Regions from separate parts of the Mus musculus genome. Here regions 1, 2 and 4 are each linked to region 3. Evidence: chromatin contacts called from public HiChIP or PLAC-seq and promoter capture Hi-C data. All regions are on one chromosome and are shown on one strand. Each heading gives the region's core, a stretch centred on a gene start, on an enhancer-like site or on the middle of the called end of the contact. The rest is flanking DNA. Distances are from core to core; before and after follow the strand shown. Region 1 overlaps Bmper (BMP-binding endothelial regulator). Region 2 holds the start of Bmper (BMP-binding endothelial regulator). Region 3 holds the start of Dpy19l1 (dpy-19-like 1 (C. elegans)). Region 4 overlaps Bmper (BMP-binding endothelial regulator).

Region 1 (6,250 bases), core at 242-2,741, 1.1 Mb before region 3:
ATCAATTCATGTAATCAGAGTTCCTTGGACTCATTGCCTCAGATTAGCTCCCAACACTACTTCACTGGTGATTCAATTTCCAGCATATGAACTAGGGATAGGAGTGGGTGAGGGAGTTGTGCAGGCATCAAAATCTTAGAGAGTTTTCTTCATCAACCTTCTGTGCCTGGTGATCTGTTGGATCCTCTCATCAAAACCTTTAAATGACCCCCTTACTTACAGCACAAATTCCTAATTCTTGAACTTGGCCTCCAAGATTTGTTTTCAAATATATCCTGTCTAATTTTACTTATAAACAGTTCATTTCTCAAACCTGTGGTTCAATAATACAGACAGGCTGAAGGTGAGGACAGGCTGTATTGAGCCTTGAGCCTTTCTCCTAGGCTCTTCTTCTGTCTTTACAGATTTTACCAATCTTTCCTGGTTCAGCTTGAATTTCATGACTTTTAAACCAAGTCTCATTTTGTTCACCAGAGACAATGTTTCTCTTTCCTTAAAAGTTTTGCTATTCAATGTTCTGTGAATAAATAAAATACTTGCCCCATTTTTGGGGTAATGTGCTTGTCATGCAAGTACGAGGGTCTGAGTCTGGATTCCCAACACCCACGTACAAAGCCACCCACAGTGGCGTGTGCTTGCAATCCCACAGTGGGGATGACAGAGACAAACAAATCCTTCGAGCTCACTGACCAGCCAGCTCAGGTGAATTGGTGAGTTCTAGATTTAATAATAAAAAAAAAAAAAAAAAAAAAAAAAAAAACAGCTCAAAAGTTAAGATGTAGAAGGATGGAGGAGAAAGCAGAAGGTATGGCTTATATCATGACTAATGGAAAGGAGAGAAAAAGAGGAAGAGAAAAGGGGAGGGAGGGAGAGAGAGAGAGAGAGAGAGAGAGAGAGAGAGAACCTACAGTCCATCTGTTTCAGTAGGCCCTGCCTCTTAACAGTTCTAGTGCCTTTCTATAGTGGCAAGGAACAATGGACCAAGCATTTAGAACATTAACCTTGGAGAACATTCTATATCCAAACTATTGCACAACTCTTTCGTGAATTGCTAACACCAGTGGTTTGTCTGTTAACCCAATTACCCAATTATCTAGCTTCTTTTGTGGTCTATAATCTGAATTTATTTGCCTTTGTTTTATTGCCATTCATTAACTAAAAGATGTGAATGCCACAAAGTTGAAGATGGCAGACACTGATATTCAAATCCCAAGCATGAGGTTTCAAGGAATTGGAGACTTCAGTAGTTGTTTTGATGTGTGAGACACGAATCATAAGGAGACTAAATCTTTCCCTTAGAGTTCTGAGTTTTGAGCATACATGAGCAGTCAGTAGGGCAAGGTGACATACAGAATTTTCATCTCAATTGGAAGGAGCTAATTGGGACAATTATTAACTGAGCTGCATCCGCAAACTAATTTGTCACCATATCCTCTGGACTTTGCAATGCTAATTCCTGCAGACTCCGATTTCTGCCAAACCCTAGCGTCTAGCTCAGCCTGACATCCTCTGGAGACTAAACTGGAACAGAGGCAACTGGCTAAGCAAGCCATTCGGAGTGTTATGTAATTTGGACTTAGATTCAGTTTTTTTCGGAAGTAAAATAGAAACCCAACACCAACCCCGGCCCAGGTGTTTTTCTCCTCTCTCCTGTGTTCTTGTCATTAAACACTAAATCCAGGCAGTTCTGCTCCAGGCTGTTTTCCAATGGGATTCCTTTGCATTTCGTGTCACTGTGGGCCTTGTCTGCTGGAAGCTTCGTGACATATGTTTGGTGCTCAGTTTAGGAGCTCATACACATTTGAGTTTCTGGTGTGTTGATGTTTGGTGTAACAGCTAAAATTGAGGCTCACTCATATCCTGCCCTTGTCCTTCCTATATACAATAGAAGACTTCCTAGCTGGGCTCAAGTTCATCTCTAAAGTGTACAAGAGGGTATTACCTTCTCTTCACAAGATACTTGTAGTGATTATGTGGAATAATACATCTAAAACACTACATACAAATTCTGCAAAGGGTAGATGTTCAACAAATGTTTGTAATGTTTAAAACTGTGGTCTAGACTGTTGCAAGTTTTAAAGGTAGGGGATAACCCAAAAGAACATAAACAAGAGAATTCAGGTTATAACCTGGATTTGCAAGATTTTACAACGACTTAAGAACACCAGTGAGAGGCCTGTGCTGATTATGTGTCTGTCAGAGAAGTTGCTGGGTAAATGGAGATGTTCACCCTGATTATTCTCAATGCACAGGACTTCCGTGGGAGCTTACACTTCCTACTGTACCGCTGTGTCCCTGGCTCAGTTAGGAATGGCTTTGTGTGTAAGCTGAGTTAAGTCTGAGAGGCATGTTATAGAAGGACTGGGAAACACTGTCATGAATTGTTCCCGGAGTGAAAAAAAATCCCCTTATCCCAGGAGCTTCTGGGCTGATTCCTTTGTAGTTCTGCTTTTAGGTCCATGTTCTTTAGTGTCACCTCTTGGTCACTAAGCTTGCAGGGGAAGTGCTTGTCTGAAGGAATGTTTAAAAACATCATATGTTGAGTGAAGCCTCAATCTATCACATTGAAATGTGCTCGGTATTGACTCCCTGATCGCTGACTCCCAGAGAAGAGTGACTACTGCACAATTTTAAATTTCCCTTCGGTCTTGCCTTTAACCTTTAGCAGGAGTCTTGATTAGAAGACTTTTCTGACTTCCATAGTTTCCATCTGTCCTTTAAAAAAAAAAAAAAAAACCAGATGTCTACTGCCAACCTAGTTTTACAAATTCATTTTACTTAATCTAATGGTTCCAAGCATGTTGCTACTTAAAAGATTTCTCTGAGTCTCACGCACTTGGCTTTAGCCAATGCGACTAGGTTCATACTTTTCCAGTTGCTCAATTTCATCTCTGTCCTTGCGAATGTCTTTCCCCCGAGCAGGGGCTGCCTTTCCCCTGGCTTTTTAACATTCTGCAGACTCCTGCTGACAGTTACTCTTCCTTGAAGACAGGTAGTGGCAAATGCCATCCAAGGAAAACCTTTGGCCACCCCAGGAGCTTTCCAGATGGGCTCATACTTCCGATGATTTGAAGCTTGGCCTGAATTTGAACCCTGGCTCTGGGCTCTGCTGGCTTGTGTGTGGGATGGACTCACTGGCTACACATCTATTGGCTCTGCACTATAGTTTGCCTTTTTATTATCTTTGGTCACTTCACAGTCTAAAGACACCTGGCTTTTTAAGTACAGAGGATATATTATTTAAGATTGTCCACCCCTGGTCAACACACTACAGCAACCACTCTGTTGTGTTTTCCTTCCCAACATGCTCGCCCTCATGCTGTGGTGTTGGAAGTGAGGGTACCTGGCAGGAGGGAGAGAGGGATAGTGGATATGAAGGTTAGTGTTAGCTTCCTGTTTGGTTGGTTATTGGAGTATGGAGAGTGAGTGCCAGATTGCAAAGCCTCCAGAGCCTTCAGGAAGGGTCACGGTGATGAGAACAACATCTGGCCAGCCGGTCTGGAAACATAGAAGCAGCGTTTGTCACTTTCCCCGTCGCTGCTCTACGTGCTTTCCGACTTTATATACTGCGTGTTCCTGTGATGTTTGGACATCTGTACAAATGGATTTTGGTTGTAAAGTTTAGTTGTGTCACTTGGAGATCCGAGATGAGCTGTGTTGGAGAAGGTTTCCTATAGGGACTGAAGGTGCTGGCTCCAAACCCCCCCAAAGGAGCCTTCCTGACCCAGATGGGATTGTTTAACAATTTAGAAAGCAACTATTTGAGTGAGAAATGGAGCCAAGTTGCATAAGGTGGCAACAAGTGTAAAGAATTAGGTCTGGGATAATTGCTATCCAACAGGGTGGCAGGACCTGTGTAGAGCTCCAGGTTAAGGTGTGGGAGAAACTTTACAGGCCCCGTGGAAAGAGAAAAGGGCCCACTCACTGCTTGCATGGCTTCCTTTCAGATCTTTCTGTCTTTATAAGCAAAGCAGTGAATCCCGGGATTTCCACAAGAAAGACTGATACTGAAATCACTTTCAGGGACTTAGTCCTGTTAACAACCTGTTGGGAAAAATCACTGTAGAGAGACAGCTTTCTATTATTTCTTTACAGCTTTTGTGGAATCTCCTGCTGTTTCATAGAATTTCAAATGGGAACTCAGAGACTGTTTTTCTGTCCTGGGTTATTAGTGGGGGTTTTCTCCTGGTGAGTCTTATCCAAGGCTGTGCTCCTACATGGCTTTTCATCCACTCCTTTAGTTCAATCTAATGTGTCCCCAGTTTCCCCTCTATGGATATGGTTTGTCTGAATAATCAATCAGATGTGTTTTGCTCTTATCCAGTTGGGTTGTAAAGCCTTTGTTGACTGACCACAATCTGAATGTTACAGTCATTTGGAGACAGCTGGGTGGTCTATGGAAAATAGGTTTCCTTGGACGGTAACTAAGTGGGGTGAGTCTGGATTCTAGTTTGGTTTGGATCTCACCAAGCATAGGAAGTTGATAAATATTTCTTTGGTAATCTGTGTGAATTTCATGTGCTAAACACCTTTTTTAGACCCATAATGTTATGATAAAATTATGGTCTGTGGGACCTGCTGCCAGTTCTAAAATGAACCTAATCATAAGCAATGATTCAAGAGTGGACATAGCTATTGTCATAGAATTTATGGAAACCTTTGTGTTCTTTTTAGGTTTAAACTTTTAGGAGAGTTATATAGAATTAATTAATATTTTTTTCCTTTTAGTAAATTAAAATGCAAGCTCAATATGTTTCAAAATGTATTTTGAATGCTGTAAAAATTTAGAAATATGGGCAATGGAAAAAAATAACCACCATTCCACCATGATAATTGGATTTTGCTGTTTGGAGATGTGCACAGATGTGGCTAAACATACACTCTTGTTTTACACCAGTCAGATCAGGCTGTACCTATTCTCCATAGTCTATCTTTGCAGTATTATTTTAGATGTCTGTAATATTTTATTTTTGTTTCCACTTAGTAAATACCTGTATAGAATATGTCATATACATATGTCTAATATGATTTCTAGATATTAATTGTTGGTATGAATACAGATGCTATATTTTTAGCACTTTGCTAATGACTAACTTTTAGATATTCTGTGATGATTCTAAGTATTATTTCAATGAACCTTTCAGAGAGGCTAATTCTCATTTTAGGATAATTTTTCAGAAGATGATTTCCAAGTCACACATATCATATGGATACCTTAATACTTGATAGCTATAAAGTACAATATAGAAAAATACATTTTTATAGATATTTAAGTTTTGCATACCATTTATTGTTTTGTTTTTCAAGACAGGTGTTTCTCTATGTAGCCCAGTCTGGTCCTGGAACTTTCTCTGTAGACCAGGCTGGCGTAGAACTCATAGAGATCTTCCTGCCTCTACCTCCTAAGTGCTGAGATTAAAGGCTTTCACCACCACCAGGCATCTTTGCATGCCATTTAAATACATTTTGTAGATACACATACAGTGAAATATATAAATATCACTATCTTATAAATGCATAATGAAAATCTACATACCATTAGATCAAGCAGCTTCAGTTCTGAAAAAATTATCCTAGAGAAATTTATAGAGTGTGTGTGTATATGCTCACACATTTATAATATTAAATACAGTCCCCAGAAAGACCAAACTAATTGCCAATGTTATACTTTAACCATCAACATGTGAGTATGTGGGCTCATTTAGAACATTTTCATTAAACAGGCAATGAAAACCTAAAAAAATATTCAAAATAATAAAAAGGAATTTTTTAAAGTTTATCTTTATTTGTTTTATTGAGACAGGATCTCACTCTGTAAGCCAGGCAAACTTACACTCATTGCAACCTAGGCCAGTCTTGAATTTGTGATAATCCTCCTGCCTCAGCATTTTAAGAATTGGATTGGAAGGTCCAAGATGTTATGCTCATTAAAAAAAGACCTTTCTGCTGATAGTATAGGCCTCCTTTTTTTTTTTTTCTTTTCTGTATGTTTGTAAGCGTTTTTGAGATGTAAACCACTTGTCTATTTGCAGTTAGCTGTCATTTTCCCCTTGGCCAGTTGCTTCTCTGGTTGCAGTAGCTATTATCACGTGCAAGTGTTACTTTTTTGGGTTGTCAAATATATCTACTTTTTTCTTTGTGGTTTATGGCTTTTCCTTTGCATTTATGCTTATACAGGGCTTAAATGCATTATGTATATAAAAATATACATATTTTCGACTACTTTTATGGTTTCATTTACCTCATTTTA
Region 2 (6,176 bases), core at 349-2,848, 1.3 Mb before region 3:
TCTCCAAAAATTCATGTTCCTTACCTGAATTATAAAGGTTACATTTATCTAGAGACTTTATTGAAGGAGAATCATTTTAGAGAGCAGGGACAGTGGTTCCTACTGAATGTACTTTTCTGTGGCAATTATTATTTTTTAACTTTTAGGTTTTCTTCTAATTAGTTCTTATGGGAAGTAAAACTCTGTCTCTGTCTCTCTCTCTCTCTGTGTATACAGTTTGACATTTCTGTAGACTCAGGGAGTCAGCGAAACATTCAATCAACACTTTGACTTTCAAGGCATCTAGCCATGGTGTTATTTGGGGGAAACATGTAACCACATTGTCTCTTGTCTCTTTTAATTTAAATTTTACACAAAATCTGTTTTGAGAGGGAAATGGAGCATGCTAAGCTAATGACAGCGTTCCTTCCTCCCACTTGTCCACGTCACAGAGATGTGGTCCTTGTGTTGGGATGTTGGCCACGATGCACTCACTAAAAGCACCCTTTAAATCTCTAGAAAAAAACAAATGAGCATGCGGATGGCAGGCAGGGGCAGGTAAATGTGGTGACATTAGAGGAGTGTATCTGAGGACTGTCAAAGGAGTTTCTCACTACAGCTACAAATGCTACCTAAAACTGGCCAGAGACTAGGGGAAAACTAGGCTTGTCAGCAATTAGAGTTTGGATCCACAAGGCGCTTCAGGAACTAATGTGGGGTGGGCACCTGCTGGCTGGCTGTTCTTCGTGTGGGTGGGAGCATGTGATCACAGTAGGCTCCAAAGAAGGCTAGCTGATCATTGGTTCCAAGCACCTTTCACTCTCACCTGGCACCTTCCCAATGTAGTTATAAAAATTCTCTTTTCTAGATTAGCACCCCTTTTGAGTAGAGCCAGGCACTGCTTGGCGGGTGCGTGTAGGGCGGGTGTGTGTGTGTGTGGGGGGGGCAGGACGTGGGAGGGATGCTGGGACTCAGCGGGTACCGGGTGGCGGGGCGAGGGGATCAAAGACCGAGACTGGGGGACATCAGGGCCGCCCAAGCAAGAAACGCTGCAGGGTAGCGGCTGCCACCGCGTGCCCTGCTGGGCGGCCGCCGCGAAGGCGGCCTGCGTGGAGATTAGCGGCAGCGGTCCCTCCCTGGCCCGCGAGTGAATGAATGATTAGTCTAACGCACCTCCCTGGCCCGGGCAGCTCCGGCTGGGAAGGGCGGAGTCTGAGCCACCGATCCACGCTTTAAGGGAGAAAGGCTCTGGCCGTTGTGCGTGCATTAGCCGACCCTTTCTGTCGCTCCAACTTCTGTCCTCCCTAATGTCAGGCCCACAGAGGCATAAGCACAGGAACCTGATCTCCAAGGTCACTCGTCCCTCTGTCCCCTCAGCCTCGTGAGTCCCCCGCCTTTGCCCGAGGGAGTCAAAGGGCTGTGGAAAGTTGAGGGACCCTCCTGCATTCGATCCGTGGCTCCTTCCGAAGCTGGGGCAGCGGGAAGCGCCGGGTCTTCTGCTCCGGGCGCTAGCGGGTAGTGGCATCCCTGCTGGGGGCGGCTCCTCTGCGCGGGAGGAGGCGGTGCGCAGGGCGCTGGAGACGCGCCTTCCAGGCTCCGGCAGCGCCCCGGGGCCGGTGGCCGGGGCTGGGCTAGACCGCCTGGCTGGGCGTTCGCGTGCGCCGCTGTCGCTTCTGAGCCGGCATAGCTCCGGCGCCAGGATCGTAGTCCCTCGTGCGACCCTGCGGATTCCGCGCAGAGCCTAGTACGCCCCTCGGTCCCGCACGGAGCAAGCGCGCGGGCCGGACACCGCGCTCGGGGGCCGGGCCGGAGCTGCGCGTGCGGGAGCCGGAGCTCAGCCGGGCTCCAGAGCTGCGAGCGCACTCGGCAGTCGCCGCCGCCGCTCCCCAGATCCCGCCGCTCAGCCACCCCTCCTCCCGGCCCAGCTCTGGCGCGGAGGGGCTGACGGCTAACCCGCTGAGAGCAACTCCCTTAGAAAAAAGCCGCCGCATTGGCCGAGGCTGGCCGCAGGACCCCTCCTCCCGGGGCGCCCCCACTCCTCCCCCGCCGCTCCGGGCGCCCGCCTCCCTCAGCCGACTGTCTCCCGGCACGCCGGCCCACAGCCCTTTTGACTGCGAGCAGCGGCTGCCGAGCAGAGGCGGCGACGCGGGACCTGCAGTCGCCCGGGATTCCCTCCAGGTGACGATGCTCTGGTTCTTCAGCGTCAGGGCTCTGGCTGAGCGTCCTTGCCGACGCTCGCCTGGGATTACCTGCTGCGTCTTGCTGCTGCTCAATTGCTCCGGGGTCCCCATGTCTCTGGCTTCCTCCTTCCTGACAGGTAGGGGGGTGGGGGCGGGAGGGACCAGTCCTCCGGGACTCTGGGTGGTTTCTTGGGAGAAGAGGCACTGGCAGACCGGGGATGAGAGGACGAGGAACGCGCACCTTGCCTGACTCTCGCGGGCGGTGGGGATGCGGAGAAGCCTAGAGAAAAGGGATGGGAAGGCTATGAAGAGGTAGAGAGATGGGGGACTGAGAGACTGCTACCTTTGACAGAGTGCTAATAGGCACCCTGCTATATGAAGTTGGGAAATTCCTTGATTTATATTTAATCTTTTTTCCCCAATCCTTGTTTTAATCGTAGCCACTCTTGTGCAATTAAGGAAAAGACCGCGCCGTTTCCCGCACATCCTCTTTTCTCAACACCATAGGATTCCAATAAATCCACGGTGCTAGGCAGCATCTTTAAAACATGACTTTCCAGACCTTGAATGTAAAGAAGCGATCTTATTTTTAAAGGTTACTAATAGCATGATATGATAATTACAGGTTTTCAGGCAGGTGAAGACCTCGGCTTCTATTTTGAAGGACATGCTTTACTGACACCTGGTGCAGAAAAGAGAATATTTTAAAGAGGAAAGAGATTGCGCTTCAAAAAGTGATTGCATTTCAACCCACAACAGTTGGCAGATCCACCTGAAAGGCCCGTTCTTTGACACAGTCCTGAATTTCGTTCAAATTTAAAATCTTCCCTAGTGCCTAGTTTGGTGTGTTAGTCCATGTGCAGTTGAGATATCTTTCAGAGCACTAGTGGTATTAAATATGTGCTTAAATCAACTGAAAACAGAAAACCGATCTATATACCGAAGTATTGACTTAAAAAAAACCATGTTAAGTAAAACTATTTAAAATAGATTTGAAGAAACTTGTTTGTGGTGCATTTGAAACACTATATAATTCCAATTACTAGCTTAAGAAGGTAAGGTTTTATAATAACACCACTAAGCAAGATTTAAAATTAAAAGTATTTTTATCTTCATTTCAGGGTCTGTTGCAAAATGTGAAAATGAAGGGGAGGTCCTCCAAATTCCATTTATCACAGACAACCCTTGCATAATGTGTGTGTGTTTGGTAAGTGTACGGGTCAGGTAAAATAAACTTAACTGCTGTCATGGACAAGGTTCATTTGTCAAACCTGACAGAATAGCTGTCTTAAAATTGATTTTGATCATTACCAAATTGCACATTGCTTAAGCATCGAATTTAGTTGCACTTTCTAGTTTTATGAATTTGGGCAATTTCTAATATCACATCAGGCTGAGAATTCTTATCTTTGACGTCACTGTTGTACAAGTAAACTTGAGATGGACTTTGTACAACATTGTTTTGGGAAAGCTGCAGTTTGGAATGCATGCTACTACAATGAAGTCATAGATATCATGACCACTTAGTTTTCTACACTGGTTCTATCTTCCCGGCTCAGCAGGGAAATGCTGAATAGCATTTTAGATACAGAGGTCAAGGATAAGATATGGGAGAAGGGAGGAGGTGGCTGCCATAAAGGACAGACCCAGGACAAGATGTCATCTTGGATTGATTTCTTGAATTTCTTGGCCTGCTGTGGCTGAAGCTCTGTTAAACAAGCGTCTTTTCTGGCTAGGAAGCTCAGGTCAGGACCAGCGATCCCTCCTTAGTGGAGAGTGTCACTTGGCTATGAGATGCTTAGTGCTGCCAGTGGCTAGTGGATTATTTTAGCTTAAGCTACCGATAATTCTGATAGACACTTGGAGAAGATGAAGTTGTACTAAAAAAGACTTTCTGAAAGACATAGAGTTCCACAAAGAGTACTATTTTTGCTGAAGAGTGTTCCACATGCCATTTACTTTTGGCAAACCTTGGTTAAAATCATGCATCCATAAAATCCAGTTGGAAGTGCTCTAAGGCCTTCAAGGGCAGACTCCTGAAGTGATGGGTGGATGAAGGCTTGTTATCCAATCAGCATACAGAACTACAGGGTATCTATCTCTATTCAGACAAAAGCTGCGCTATCTGTATATAAAGGACGCAGACTCCTTTGTCACAAGAGATGAGGCCAACGTTAAGAAGTGATAAATGAGTCTGTGCTTGCATCAAATGATTATCAGGCTCTGGACTGAAGAAATCAACAGAAGCAAATGACAATGTTTTTCATTGGCTGTGACAATAAGCATTGAAGTCTAATAAAAAGTGTTCTTTTGTGTCTATGAGCTGCTATGTTAACCATCTTTACTAAAGAACTTGCTGGAAATAAGTTCTGAGTTTAAAATTTGCCTTAGTTACAGATTCACAAGTGTAGCATGTGAATGTGGTCTTATCCTTCCTTTATCTGTACTATGGGAATAAGGAGTTTTATTCCATTCTTAACATTTCAGCAGAAATTATCCCAAGTGATAGGACAATATCCTGAGAGCTCTACACGTGCACAGTTGTTTTTCTCTTTGGTGATGCTATTGTTTGTGAAGTTTAAATGTGTATTTTGACTTTTGGGGCAATGTTAACAAGTGATATGATGAAACACTTCCCAGATAGCATTTTCCCTTTCTAGCCTTCTTAGCCCCGTGGTAGATAGTGCTTTTCTTTCATTGTGGAGACTTAGTAATATGGAAATTGATATCAGAGTTATTTGTTATACGATGTCTAGAAGTGTCAGTTAAGTTCTTAAGGGCAGAATGAACACGCAGAGGCCCTCACCAAAGACAAGTCTGCCAAGCCTGTGAGTCTTTCCTTGGGGTCCCACCAGTGACTCTCACTCATTATTCCTTCAAACTCCCCCCTTAGCTGATCTCTCACTGATATCTGACCATGACCTTGGCAGACCTCTGGAATGATGAGCCCACCTTCCCTATCGCTTCTCATCCACTTGGACAGGCTTAGTAAACCTGAGTAAGAATAGGTAGCGAGCATTTCCCTCTGCATCCACCCCTGTAAGTTTCTAGTGGACCTGGAGAACCCCATGAATTTCTTGATGGATACCAGCAAGAAACATAGGAGGAGACTGCTTGGTATTTTTACACTTAGGTTGGAAAAGAGAGCTGTTTAGTAAATTGATAGTATTTACAAGCAAATCTTTTCACGACACTGTGTGTTTGCCAAGCAGTTTTCTAGTCCTGCATTATTTAAGTCGATCCCCATAAAAACCCTTTGAGGGTTTTCAGTCCTTTTTGAAGATGAGCTTTAAGAAATTAAGTAGCGTGTGAAGGTCATACATTGTACACCAGTTAGTATTTTATTTATGAAAATTACTGAGCTGCCTGACACTTGGGTCAGAGACAGACAGGGCTGTCTGTTTGTCTCTGGAGCACACAGACATAACTAGGGAGGTGGACTACTTGTTAAGCTAAGGAATGAGAAAATGGGGAAAGGAGAAAGCCTGTTGAAATTTCTGTACCTTCAGGCCTTCCTTGAATGATTTTGTTTTGTCCCTTTGAGCTATTCAGAGCTCAGTTAGTTAGAAGTTGTTAGTCACACTGCATGAAAGGAAAATCCTTTAGGATTTCAGCAGGGAGCGTTGGGCTTGGGTGAGGTTTACATGTGAATATTGGAAGATATGAGATTTTGGATTAGGGACACAGGGATAGTTAGTTTGGGCTGGTCCAGCTTTTTTGGAATAAAGTAGTTAAAACTGGGCGTAAGCGCAGATCCTATTTCATAACATGTATTAAAAAAATAACCTTCAATGTATGCTTAAAAAAGACGAAAGAAGTCGAAGTTGGAGGGAGTCAGCTGCACAAAGTCCTGAGAGAAATAACAGCGTCGGAACCTGAAAAACTCCAAACGCCAAGAGGCAGTCTATGCAGCCAGACTTAACTTTTCAGGTTCCGATTAGCTGAGATAGAAATTGCACAAACATACTTCTGTAGAGTCTCTGAGGCCAGCAGTGAGTGCAGTGGCCACAGTGATCA
Region 3 (6,015 bases), core at 2,284-4,783:
TGTTAAAAGGCTAAATTCTTGGCTCGGAAGCCCAACAAATTTGAAGCAGGCATGGGAAGAGAGGCATGGCCTGTACAGAAGTCCTAGTTTCATTTCTCTTGCTGTTGTGAAATATCCTGACAAAAAGCAACACGGGAGAGGGGACGGTTCCCTTGGCTTGAAATCCCAGGTTACAGCCCATTACTGCGGGGAAGGCAGCTAAGAGCAAGGGCATCACACTCACAGAGGAGCACAGAGAACAGAAGCAAGGCATTCATCTTCGCTTACTTGTTCTCACCCAGCTTCCTCCTCTCTCCCTGCCTAGGGAGTGGAATGGCACAGCAAACAACTGCCTGGGTCTTCTTCCCTCAGTCAACAGTAAAGACAACCTCCTACTGGCCAAGAGATAGATAGTCCCTATGACTCTCTTCCCAGGTAATTCTAAAGCAGTGTCAAATTGACAGCTAAAATTAACCAGCACAGAGGGAAAGAAGAAAAAAGAACTTATTGAAAGACAATATGAACTGGAACCATGCTGATAACTGTCTATCATTTCTTGGCCTTGACCCCAGTCCCAGGAGGTTGACTCTACAGCCTGTTTCAGTAGCCTCCAAGGTCACTACAAGCAGGAGACCAGAGTGTGGAAAGGCTGTGTAACTCCTCTTGGGCTCCCTCAAGCGCAGCTGAGCACACATCTTGACAGAGCCAGTTCTCCACACCTCACTCTTCTCCAGTAGTAGAGCCTTACTGTCCACGGCCTTAACACCCTTTGTAGGTTTCTCAACCTTGTTCTTACCTCTGAAGATAGCTCAATTATTAGTGCTTCTTGCCTCAACACAGAAATCTATACAGACATATCTATGGGCTAAGATGAGCTTCCTATGGTGGGAGCAGGTTAGAGGCAATGTATATTATTTTCTGTGGTCAGGAAAGTTTGAAAAACATTTTCAAGGTTCTTCTTCCGCCACTGTCTCCTGTAGCTGGGAGCAAGTGAACTGAAACTACTAAAAATAAACAATTTGAGCCTCTTTAATCATCACCATTAAGTAAGTAGCAATGTTCACATATAAGAAAATCAAACGTACTTATTAAAACAGGTAATGCTCATCACTGCCCAACAATGGAAGAGCTACATTGGCAAGTGACTTATCAGTGCCCAGCACACATGAAGAAAAGCTCTAACCAGTTCTAACATGTGCTGCTGTAATGGCACTCCAAGTTAGGAAATTTATTATAAAATACGAATAAAGCCATTTTATCACAGCTTAATATGTAGTTTTTAGAGTTGAGCAGCTATAAGTAATTCAAGCAACAAGTGACTAGCAAAACCTCTCACCATGTTAAGACCAAGGAGTTATTTTAAAAGTTCCACCCTGAGATGCAACTCTCACACACACCGGGGGATGAAATCAATCGGAGGAAATGTAGTTAGTTACACAGCCTACAAAAACATGGAAATTGCTGACCCTCTGCAGGGTCAGTGGCTTTCTGAGCTTCCACAACATGGTGGTACAAAAGAAATCACTATGGATACCGGCCTTGAGAGTACAGGGCCAGAACTGACCCAAGGACACCAGATCCTGATCCTTCAGCAGAGCCTTCATTCTCTCCAGGTGCTGTGTGGTCTCACAGCAGATGGCCAAGCGAGAAGACAGAGACTGTGGTGTTCCTCCTAACTCCCACCCTTGGTGACCTCTATCCAGGGTACACCTAAGACTACGGCCTGCCACATTCACTGTACTTCCACTCACAAAGTCAAAAAGAGCAAGTCAAGAGAAATGCTGCCCACCTGCATTGAACAAAACAGTATTTCTGCAAGGGCATTAGTAAACCCAAATATAAGCCATCCAGTATAAGCAAACCCAAAGGAACTGTACCACAAAACATGAAAAGAACAGGACCCTTTAAAATCTATTATTGTCTCTCCCTAAAATAAACAGTGTCATCCCTTACTCTACTACAGTTGCTGTTTGTACTAGCCGTTCACAAACGCTGGAGCTTTCTTCTGCCGTGGGATCAGAAATCAGGATTATGCATTTGCTTTTACATAGGAACTGATGCTGTAAAATGCTTTGGGTACAAACATGCATCACCCAAGGAGTTGGTATTGCTCTTCAGGACATCCCTGGGTAAGCAGGGCATGGGATAACTCCATATAACACAGAAGGAAGGCCCTCAAAGTGAGACTTAAACCAAAATCAAGCACTCTGCACCAGTGCTGAGTGCCTTCAACCTCAGCCACTGTACCACGCTGCCTCCCCAAGGTGGATTTAACCTGTACACTTGCCATGTTCTCAAGCTAGCTGCTGAAGGAGGGAATGATGAAAATAATGAATTTGCCAAATCTTGACCCAAGTATTTAAAAAAAAAAAATCCTAGTAACGATGCCAGCCTTCTTGAACCCACAAACACACAGCCATGACTGGCTTTCAATAACTATACAGCTGCAGAAGAGGCTGGCCCCACAGGAAGGCTGATTTTGCTGTATTGTCTGTCTAAACCCCAAACTTCAAGCACCCCAAACTCTTAGAGGTCATTAAGCAACAGGGAAAAGATAGTAAGAAAATATCACTACATAATTCAACAACTAAATCCCATCGTGGCAAAAATATCACAGAATCCTTATGAAGGGCTTGTTAAAATTAGGCCTATTAATCCAACTTCTATAAACTTGCCTTATCCGACAAAGTCACAGAAAACGAACCCAGAAGATAGTCCACACGTAAATGCCTCAACTTTATTTCTTCTAGGCACAAGTTACATCCCATCCATTTGGTGCATGGAAGAAGGTAAAGAGATGCCAGCAGGCAAGGTTAAAGCTTGGGCATCCAAAACACGACGCAGCCTGAAAAGTGACAGAACCACGAAGTGCCACCCTCAGTGTTTGCGGCCAAGAAGGGAAAAAGCACGCTAAAATTTAATTATAAGTTTGGCAACTTTCTAAGTCAGGAAACCTGGGTATTTCGAGCTCCAGGAATCGCTCGCATCACCAAGCAAACCATCCTCCGAAGTAGCGGCTGGGCCAGGGGTAAAGAGTGGACTGTGGATGCAGGCAGAATCCAGTCTCCTCGGCGCGGACCAGCCCGCCCGCGGCCAGCCGAGCAGCTGTTGATCTCGGGGCCATGTTTTTAAAAGCCCGGGCGGACCGCGGGGCAGAGGATGTGTGGAGCTGAGCCCCGGAAGGAGCGGGGAGGAGTAGGGAGGAGGCAGGAGCGTCCCGGGAAAAGTCAGAGAGGGCTGCTAACTGGCTCACCTAGCAGCAGCGTGCTCCAGGTCCGGCCGCGCCCGCGCCGCAGGCCCAGCGCCCAGTGCAGCCCGGCCGCCAGGCGGCCCGCGAGGCCGTCCGGGGCGGGCGCGGCGGTCCCTGCGCGGGGTCCCTTCCTGCCCGCCGCGCCCCTGCGCCCCGGCGACGGCGGCGTGCGCTCCGACCCCAGCTCCCCGGCGTCCACCTCGGATGCCCCGCTCAGTGGCGGCGGCGACGAGCGGGCCGACCGGGGCGGCCTGGGAGCCGCGTCCCGGTGCTTGCTCCGCGCCTGCAGGACCATCTTGGCATAGTCGCGCCCGCTAGCTGCGCGCGCCCGGACGGCGGCCGGGATCCGCGGACTGGCGGTCGCTCACTCTGGCCGGCGAGGGCGGGCCGGGAGGCGGGGACAGCGCGGGCCGTGTGGCCGCTGCCTACCGCGTGGCGGCCGAGAGGCGGCGCCGGACTCCCGCGCCTCCGCCGTTGCCGCTCTCGGGTTGCCAGGGCGACAACGGAACGCCGCGGGGCGGAGGCGGGGACAAACTGCGAGCGGCGCGGCCCCGCCCCTCCGGCGCGCGCGCCCGGGCGCGCTCCAGCGGCCAAGCGCGCACGCGCGGGCTACCAGCGGGGCGGGACCGGCGGCCAGGGGAGTAGCGTGGACGACCTCCCGGAAGCGGCAGTGCGCCCTCGGGAACCGGGGATCTGGCTGTGAGGCGGCGTGGCGCGGGGCGGGAACCTAGTGGCCACGGAACGGCGCCGTGGGTACACTCCGGGGTTTCTGTGCATTAGGCTTGTGCAAGAAACTAACGGGGTAAAAGTGTGACCTCGCCACTCAGAACAGCCAGGTTTCTGGTTCAAGGATGAGAAGCAGGGAGTGGACCGAGTATTCAAATAAGTGTCCGGTAGGTCGGAGCGAGGATGTAATCTGAAGGCCTGGGTAGGAACCCAAACTCAAGTCATAAATGAAAAGGGCCTGTCAGGGAAGGTTATCCACGTGTTACTTTTACCTCATGTATACTGAAAGTATGGAAACCGGCTAAAAGATGTGACACTTGAAAACGAATTTTCTCATAGCAGGATGTAGGAGTTAATGAAGAAGCCCAGGGAAAGAAAAAAGAAAAAAAAAAAAAAAGAATATGTTCCAAGTTAACCTTCCTTGCCTCCAGCCCATTGCTATTTGCACAAAGCCTTGGAGAATTGCAGCAGCGAGACTTATTTCTTGGCTCCTGTCCAAATGAGCTTGTTCCAAAAAGTCTGGATGCTGGAAATCAAGGCACATCGTTTCACTTTTCTCCACAGTAATTACAGGGGTTTCAGGAGGCTCTGGCTTCTATTGCTCACGACTTTATTAATATGAGCATTCATTAACTCAGGCACAAAGAATGGATTTTGTTAAAGGACTCACCGCTATATTACACTTTGTAAGTTTCCTGAGTTTGATTATTAAGTTATGTATTGAAAACAAGGAACAACTGTTTAAGACACCTCTATTTAAAAAAATGATTGACAGTGTCATACAGGGGCTTATATTGTGAAATAAGGTATCAGGTTGATAGAGTGTTATTTCTAGGGTTGATACTAAATTTATAACCTACCAGATTAAAAGAAATTTACTTCAGTGTCTGCCAAAGACAATAACAGTAATTTCATCACTAGCATACTTATTAATTAGAAGACACACGGAGCTACAGTATTGGATTGCTTGTCCCTGAGATGTGGGGCATGCTTCCCAATCAGTTTTTCCATGGAGTGTCACTGGTTATATCACCCACAATCCAGGGCAGTCCTTGGGCCCACCAGTAGTTGGCTAACACACAAAAAAACGAACTCTGTGGTTATGTTGTTTGTGGAGTTTTTGTTTTACTTTGACATTTTTGTTGTTGTTGTACTGATCTTTTGCTTGTTCCAGGTTTCATTTTTGTGCTTTTGAGTGGTATTTTAAAAAGATTTGGGAGGTAAGAAGTTGAATGATAGGGAGGTTCTGGGAAAAATTAGGGAGAGGAAAAATGATCAAAATATACTGTATGAGAAAAATTAAAAGTGTGTACAAAAAGAAAAAAGTTTCCTAGTGCTTTCTGGGCTCTGTGGGGGAAAACTTGTGGTGGGGGAGGGGCGACTGATTAATTGGTACAATTCTGTTAGATGATTTTCTTGTTCAGTAAATGAATGGATGAGTACAGGAAACAGCATAATCAAACATGATGTTCCTAGCTCTTGAACATTCTCCACATGACCTGAGTTTCTGGAAGAAACCAAATCTCTCTAGTAGTCATCTTTAGCTGCAGCTTTGACCCAAGCTCAGAACATGGCTGAAAATTTGCTCAGTTGACTTAGAAAAGGACTACTTATGGGTGGGGCAGACCCGGTAGATCTTAATTCCTCTCCTGTGATGCACCCTCAGGAAACCTCAAGTAAGGGAAGTGTGAACTGTGGGGGTAGGGGGATGGTGCTTGGTTTGAGTTTTGGGTTTTGTTTTTTGGTTTCATTTTTTGTTTCTTCTAGACCCAGGTTGGAATCCCTGCTCTGATGCCTGGCACGACTCTCCTCTTCACACCCTTCACCTTTTGAATCTCCGTTTCCCCCTCTCTGGGATAAGAAGAATTTTTATTTAGAATTGAGCCAAGAGATGGCTCACAAGCGGAGGCAGGAAATCAAGAGCCACCCTAGACTTTAATGGTCCTCGACTCCTTGGGTGTCAGGTTTCTCAGATCTGACCTGAATCACTCACTGACCCTGCTTCCAACAGGTGCTTTACAAAGTAATATCCATTTCATGAATCACTAAGCCTAGATACA
Region 4 (6,563 bases), core at 711-3,210, 1.3 Mb before region 3:
GCAGCTGAAAATAGAGGGCCTGGAGGCATTGGAGATAGATGCATGTCTTCACCCTGGATGTTTGCATCTGGATGGGGGAGGCATTGGAGATAGATGCATGTCTTCACCCTGGATGTTTGCATCTGGATGGGGGAGGCATTGGGGATGGATGTGTGTCTGCTCTTCTGGATGTTTGCATTCGGATGGGGATGTTTGAAGGCTTTTCTATAAGTCCCTTCCCCAAGTTAGATTATCGTGATGAAATGGCAGAGGGATGTGAGCATACGTCTAGGAGGGAGTCCTAACCTAGGACAGAGCCACTCTGAGCTGTTTATCCTCTCCAACAGTACTCATTGACCCATGTGCTCTATTGACATCATTTGGTGGTGGTGGCGGGTCGGGGACCACAACTCCACCGTCTTCCTAGTCTTCTGAAAAAGGATCTGGCTGTTTGAATTAGCATCTTTGTGCAGGGCCAGTGGTGTGTCTTTGGGGAAGATCTTGCTTTCACAGGGACCAGAACAGAAGGAAACTGAGGGTTCTTCCAGGAGAGACTTGTGCAGTGTGATATCTCTAGTATGGCACATCAGCCATATTGTAGGACATTTGTGATACTGTTTCGTGGTTTAATCATACTGTCTGCCAGCAATAGTCTTGCTTCCACCTCTGCCACTATATTGGCTGCTGAGTTCCTATCTTCAGTTTATTGTTATTATTTTTTTTAACATAGATAAAACATGGGATAATAGTTTCTACAGTCTATAATAGGATTGGTTCTTGAAAAGTGTTTTGGAAAAAAAATATCTTCAGGACACTTGTGGAAATATTCAAGAGCATCTCCACGGAATTTCTCCTTTCCATGTGTGGAAGCAACTAGAATCATTTCATGTTGGTGCTTAGTTGTCTTCAGTACTCATGATCCCACTCTCTCCAGACAGGAGACAGTTCTGTAGGCAGGAGGCAGGCTCAAGGCTGCAACTCCTAAGGCCGGGGAGCTCCGTGCTGCCATCTGGCGGCAAGTGTCAGACTCAGCAAGCTGGCTGCTGTCATCCTGTCTGTACTTGGCTTCTGCTGGAGCTGTGGTTTGGCTGGCGTCCTTATGGAGTTTTCTTGCCAGACATGTAATTTTTTTTTAAACTCTCTATACCACCCCCTTACTTTTTGCATGTTAACAAGTTGTTGAGGGTGCATTTCAAGGCTATGATTTTTTTTGGGGGGGGGAAGCATTTGTTGATATTAAGGTGTCTGTGGTCCATCTTTCTGAAAGGAGACACTGGTTCAGACTTACCTCCCCAGCTGGCTGATCCTAGAGATGGTAAGCACAGAGACATGGTGACCGAGAAAGCAAAGAACCATGAAGTGATCGCAAACACGATGGCTAGGTTATTATGTTTTCACCTTCTCCTTGTGTGAATATGGCCTTTTGGCCATTGTTTCTGTTTGCTTAGAATGCATGATTCTGCAAACCCACCTAGAATTTGTGGAAAACTTAGGGTATCAGTCTGCCTTTTCAGAGGTGTGATAGGCCTGGCCCTGTTGATATCTGATCATAGTCATATTTCTTGTCTCCTCAAAGCAGACAGTGTCTGTAACAGTCCCATGACTCTGAGGCTGGTCCTTGGAGTGATTCTGCTGGAAACGGGACTCGTCTCACATGTGGAAATATACTAGGAGGACCCAAGCGGGATATTGTTTTCTCTCACTCTGTATCCTGAATGCCCACAATGTACCCAAGTACTGAAGTGTAGGTAGCATTTGCATGGCAGAGATCAGTGTTCCAGACCTCTCTCACTTGTGTTTGTTGCTCCGTGGGGACATGTCCCAGCCTTACTTCTTTATCTGTAGAATCAGGCTAAGATGAAGTTCTGTGTGATCTTCCTTAGCTCAGAGTCTAAATATCATCAGAGGAAGTGAGCAGTATGTGTGAATCACTATCAGAAAGTGTTTGCTGAGTTAAAACCCGAACCGAATGAGTCGCACGCTTAGCCTCAGCTGTGATCTGTGCTGTGAGGATGACAGACTCCTGAACACGGGGCTTTGTGTATAACACTCCTTGCCAGAGCCACTGTCTCCAGGATATGGGGTTTTGTGACTTGTCCAAGCCCAGGAAGCCAGGCAAGTGGTGTTAATTACCTGTGTCTGAATTTCCCATGTAGCTGTTAGGCTCAATTAAGGGGATGAGGAAGCAGGGTCCCCACGGTGATCTTGCAGCTCTATTATTTCTTTCCTCAAGGGCCTGGGATTCTAAGCCCATCCTCACATCCACACCAACCAGATTCCAAACAGACTCCAAAAATGATGGGATCTGGCAGTTCCAACATGACCCCAATAGGATGTAAAAAATCCTAAGGGTAAACAGAAAGGAAATTGTATCCCCTAAATATATACCCAAAGCTTAGGTATACATGCCTGTCTGTCTGTCTGTCCACACATATTTAAAACTTCAGATGTGACTGTACAAACCATTTGCCTGGAATGCCGTGCATGGTGGACAACAGCTAAAATGCTCTTTATTGTGAATCTTGGGATCCTGTTGTGGGTTTTGACTCTGTTCTGGCTTTCTAATTCAGCCAGCAGTTCTAAAGAACATGCGCACCTTCCCACTCACCCGCTCTCACATTGCTTCTCCCCATCACTCTGACTGTCCTGAAAGTTTGAACTCTGAGGACTCCTCCTTTTAGAGAGGACACTGTCTTAGGGGGACCCTTCTCCAAGTTTGCTGCACTCATAAATGCACTTGAGACTGAATCTCTGCTTGCGATATTCATATCAGTCCCAGTCTTCCCGGGGTGAGGGAGTCTGCGCTAAAATAGGAGTTGTAGAATCCACGCGTGGCAAATGGAGTCACAGCTAGTAATTTTAAGCAGTGCACACGTACATAGGCATACACGTGCACCCGTTAGGTGCTCTTGTTGCCTTCAGTGGGAATATGGCCAATAATACCTAAAATTTTAAAAATGTATCACTAACCATCATCGTTGGGACGAGAAGACCTGGAGAATTGGAGGGCTTGGAGCCAGGCCACCTGGTCTGCTGTCTCCATAGGCTCTAGACAGCTCCGTCATCTGCCTCATCTTCACTGGACACAAGGACACTCTTACAGCTGTGCTTTATCGACTTAGCCTTTTTACATCATTCAGATCAGCGCTGCAGTGGGTGGGAGGCACAGGCAGCTTTCCTTAAGAGCTCCTCAGCAGTGGTAGGGCTGCTCTAACGAACAGATGAGAAGGGAGACTACTGTACCACAGGATCTGAATGAATGAGTGAGGTTAGCTCTGTGGGTATAACAACCCAGGACAGACAATGGGAAAATCGGGGGGGGGGGGAGGGGAATGAGGGAGGGAAAGAGAAAGGGAGAGAGGGATGGAAACAGGGAGGGAGAGAGAGAACGGACAATTCTTTGCCCATGTCAATCACACCCTCTTATCCCTCACTGTCAACCGATAAATGCAAATAAGACAAAACAATGACAAAGCAGAACAACAGCAACAGCAGCCCTGCTGGACGAGGTCCAGGTGTCTGTGGCGATTGCTCTTTCTCCGTACATCCGTCAGACTTGAGACGATCTCGGGGATATTAACTCAGGCCATGGCAGGCCTCAGGTGACCTAGCAAAGCAACAACAGGGCAGGGAAGTGGCAAGGCTTCTGTAGAAGGAGAGCTGTTGAAAGGCAGACCCTGTCCTCTCTGCCCCCTCTCACCCACCATAGGACTGCCATGGTGATTGGCACGGGGTAGGGTTCTGTGACTCCTTGGAAGGCCCAGTCACCTGAAGGAAGATGATAATCCAGGCTGATTTCAGAATTAGATGCTGTGAGTGTCTTGTAAACTGTAGCGCATAAAAGAAATTTGGGGTGCAACACAAAAGGGGTGCATTTTCTCTTACAACTGCCAGGGTAGGTGAGCGTAGGTCGGGCACTCAGACTCTAATGTGCACACGTGTGCACCCTCCCAGCCTTCCTTCATTCCTCATACACCCCATAGCCTCATCTCCGAGGTCCTAGACCAGGGGTGATGAGGCCTTCCTTCCACCCTTGAGCTGTACTCTTCAAGGACACTGAGAACACTAGACTCTTCTTAAGGTCACTTCTGTGCATTGTCCTATTCTCTTCTGAGGAGACCTTTAGGCTTGTCCCAAGCTGAGCAGAGCTGGTGTTGTGGATACCTAACTTGCCACTTGCCGGGAAGCGAAAGCCATAAGTAGCCACAGCCTTAGCTCAGACCTAGGCCATGGCTGGTGCACATTTGGCACTTGTAAAAGATTCTCCCTGGGGCCCCGGGAGCCATTTCAGACCAGAAGGAAGGCCAGCTACCCTCTCTGAGTTGTGGTTTGTTTTCCTTATCTATAAAATTGATCTCATGGGATTTAAATCTCGATGGAAGCCACCTCACGGGGCCTATCATGAGCCTTTGTTACTTTGGTCAGGTTGTGTGATCAGGAGAACACCTCCCCGCTCTCTATAGAGCTAGGCATGCCATCATGTTCAGATCTCATCTAAGACATTTTAACAGCTAACCTTTCGGGATAAACCAAAGATGCAAATGCTTACCACACTTTCATTAGCATAAGTGCTAATGTAATGCAGCTGTCCCACAGCTATAAAACACTGAGGGCTGTGTCTGTACTTGGCATGTGGAATATTATTTTTTCTCTTACTGAACTGATTCAATGCTCAACTTTGTCGTTATTTGAGTTGGAACTTTAGATCGGTGCATTTTAATGCACTCCACTATTAAGGCTTGCTGGACAGCCGTGAGAAAATATTTTTGTTCTCACGATGCAATCTTGGCCCAGGTAGCCAATGGGCAAAATATGATTTCCACAAATATTATCATTTCTGGAGTGTGTACTGAAAGGAAACCTTAGGATGGGACTGGAGCAAGTTCCTTCCTCAGCATGGGGTTATCTGGGCAAGGCTGGCATCTGAAGACAGAGCGTACCCACTCCCCTCATCTCTAAAAGTACGATACTTTCCTAAAGTCCCGTATTCCTGGGGGATAGTTCTATTCCAGGGGAAAAAAAATTCCATCAGCTATCTCAGAGTTTTCTTGCCAAGTTGAAGGCAAGATAGGAAGAGGAAACTGCAGCTGCTGCTTTGGATTCCGAGTGAAGTTGATCCCGAATGTCCCTTGTCTCTTTTTGTCTAGAACAAAGAGGTGACTTGTAAGAGGGAGAAGTGCCCTGTGCTGTCACGGGACTGTGCGCTGGCCATCAAGCAGAGAGGCGCCTGCTGTGAACGATGCAAAGGTGAGTTGATCCCGGCCACCTTCTCCGGTGGCTGCTGCTTCCCGCACCTTCATTTCTTTTTCCTTCCGGCCCAGCTCTTGGCTGGCACGCAGGTGGGTGTCAGGAGGAAAACGAACGCGCGTGCACAGAGGACTGGCGCGGGAGCTGCCAGGAAGGGGGGCGCGGCGGGCTGAAGAGACGGGCAGATCCTCACGACTGGTATATTTTCTGAGGCGAGCTGTTAAAGCGCTGTGACAGAGAAGATGCAAGCATGACGCCTGTGCACATCTGTACACATGCACATGGGCGTATTTTGTGAAGACGTTTCAACACTTGGTTTTTCCAGGCTCCACACTCGTCTAGCCCTCCTCTGCCAGAGTAGTCTTTAAACCCAAATTTTTATCATTTGGGTTCCTATTAAATTTTTTTCTTCCTAAATTAAATCTCCGTTCCCCCACACATCTTTGAAGCAGCCCGAAGTCTCCTGCCCCGCAGCCTTGGTGCCCTCACGCTTGTCTGGAATGCTGTCTGGTGGCGCCTGCTGTTGGCTCTAGCCCAGGTCTTTCCTACCACCCTGGTCAGGGGCTGCAGCACCCGAGGTCGCCGGCTCTCACTTGACACTTGCCCCAGGGAGGGACTTTCTGTGACACTAAGTTGTAGTTCCTTCGGATCACTCAGTGTTGTGTGTTCCAGTTTTTGTTATTTAAATGAAGGGGACTTCCCCCTAGAAGGTAGAAGTGAAGTCCCAAGTTGTACAGTGGGCAGATATACAGGGCAGTGTGCGGGGGAAGACGCCTGAACTTTAAGCCAGGGCATTCGGATGTGCGCTTCAGAATTATGCTGTTAAGTCAGAACACAGCAGTACATGTGGGACTGAAGGCTCCCCAAAAGTTCATATATATTTGGAACCTCAGAAAGTGTTCCTATTTGGAAATAGTCTTGGCAGATATACTTCCAGCAACTCCAACGTGACCAGTATCTTTATGAAAAGAAGAGACAGACACAGAGAATAGGGTCACGACCCAATGAAGCAGAGGCTGGCTGGAGTAATGAATGATGTTTTTGGAAACATCTGGGGCAGTTGGAGCTGGAAGAGTTAAGGGTGTACTCTCTCTCTCTCCCTGGAGGCTTCAGATGCAGAGATGCAGGCCAGCACCTTAATTTTTGACTCCTGGTCCTTCACACAAGAGACAAAATTTCTCTTATTGTTTTTAAACCATTAATTTTAGTTGATATATAATATAATTGTATAGTAGAAGATACAGTATGATGGGTGTAGGGTGTATAATAAGCAGATTAGAGCAATTAGGATATTAACATGTCTAATGCCTTAAGCATTCAGTTACATTTAATATTTT

What was found. Promoter capture Hi-C pulls out the DNA fragments that hold promoters and counts their contacts. HiChIP or PLAC-seq counts read pairs in DNA pulled down with a chosen protein or histone mark.
Region 1: a contact with region 3 is called in a promoter capture Hi-C map of liver, with 6 times the contacts expected there. The contact joins the enhancer-like site here to the promoter of Dpy19l1 in region 3. A contact is called at or near these places in 8 of 39 promoter capture datasets (the 3T3-L1 cell line, 3T3-L1-derived adipocytes, embryonic stem cells and 4 more), 3 of 484 Hi-C or Micro-C datasets (cardiomyocytes and liver) and 6 of 115 datasets of contacts at active chromatin or transcription factors (embryonic forebrain, embryonic stem cells, hepatocytes and 2 more).
Region 2: an H3K4me3 HiChIP or PLAC-seq map of forebrain shows a contact between it and region 3, with 14 times the contacts expected there. The contact joins the promoter of Bmper here to the promoter of Dpy19l1 in region 3. A contact is called at or near these places in 9 of 39 promoter capture datasets (the 3T3-L1 cell line, 3T3-L1-derived adipocytes, embryonic stem cells and 4 more), 3 of 484 Hi-C or Micro-C datasets (the HL-1 cell line, the N1E-115 cell line and embryonic stem cells) and 12 of 115 datasets of contacts at active chromatin or transcription factors (the NIH/3T3 cell line, astrocytes, craniofacial prominence and 8 more).
Region 4: an H3K27ac HiChIP or PLAC-seq map of the NIH/3T3 cell line shows a contact between it and region 3, with 22 times the contacts expected there. The contact joins the enhancer-like site here to the promoter of Dpy19l1 in region 3. A contact is called at or near these places in 2 of 39 promoter capture datasets (hippocampal neurons and liver), 2 of 484 Hi-C or Micro-C datasets (cerebral cortex and cortical neurons) and 3 of 115 datasets of contacts at active chromatin or transcription factors (the NIH/3T3 cell line, embryonic forebrain and embryonic limb bud).

What each region holds. Positions count from the first base shown.
Region 1 is chr9:23,435,445-23,441,694 of GRCm38.p6, forward strand. All of the region lies in intron 13 of Bmper (BMP-binding endothelial regulator), which reads left to right. Among named protein-coding and RNA genes, the nearest start is that of Gm39311, 140 kb to the right of the region's middle. Within about 2 kb of position 1,492, at least 16 of the 459 cell types and tissues checked have an H3K27ac peak or open chromatin away from gene starts, as enhancers often do. A contact at or near this core is called in hepatocytes and liver, where this site is marked.
Region 2 is chr9:23,221,478-23,227,653 of GRCm38.p6, forward strand. Bmper (BMP-binding endothelial regulator) reads left to right here and starts at 1,599. Exons shown (of 15, transcript NM_028472.2): 1 at 1,599-2,296; 2 at 3,281-3,366. The coding sequence starts at 2,164.
Region 3 is chr9:24,499,607-24,505,621 of GRCm38.p6, forward strand. It overlaps Dpy19l1 (dpy-19-like 1 (C. elegans)), which reads right to left and starts at 3,534. Exons shown (of 23, transcript NM_001359948.1): 1 at 3,233-3,534. The coding sequence starts at 3,524. LOC115487153 (a long non-coding RNA gene) reads right to left here and starts at 2,927. Exons shown (of 2, transcript XR_003948106.1): 1 at 1-2,927.
Region 4 is chr9:23,249,246-23,255,808 of GRCm38.p6, forward strand. Bmper (BMP-binding endothelial regulator) reads left to right here. Exons shown (of 15, transcript NM_028472.2): 3 at 5,127-5,226. Among named protein-coding and RNA genes, the nearest start is that of Bmper, 29 kb to the left of the region's middle. Within about 2 kb of position 1,961, at least 22 of the 459 cell types and tissues checked have an H3K27ac peak or open chromatin away from gene starts, as enhancers often do. A contact at or near this core is called in the NIH/3T3 cell line, where this site is marked.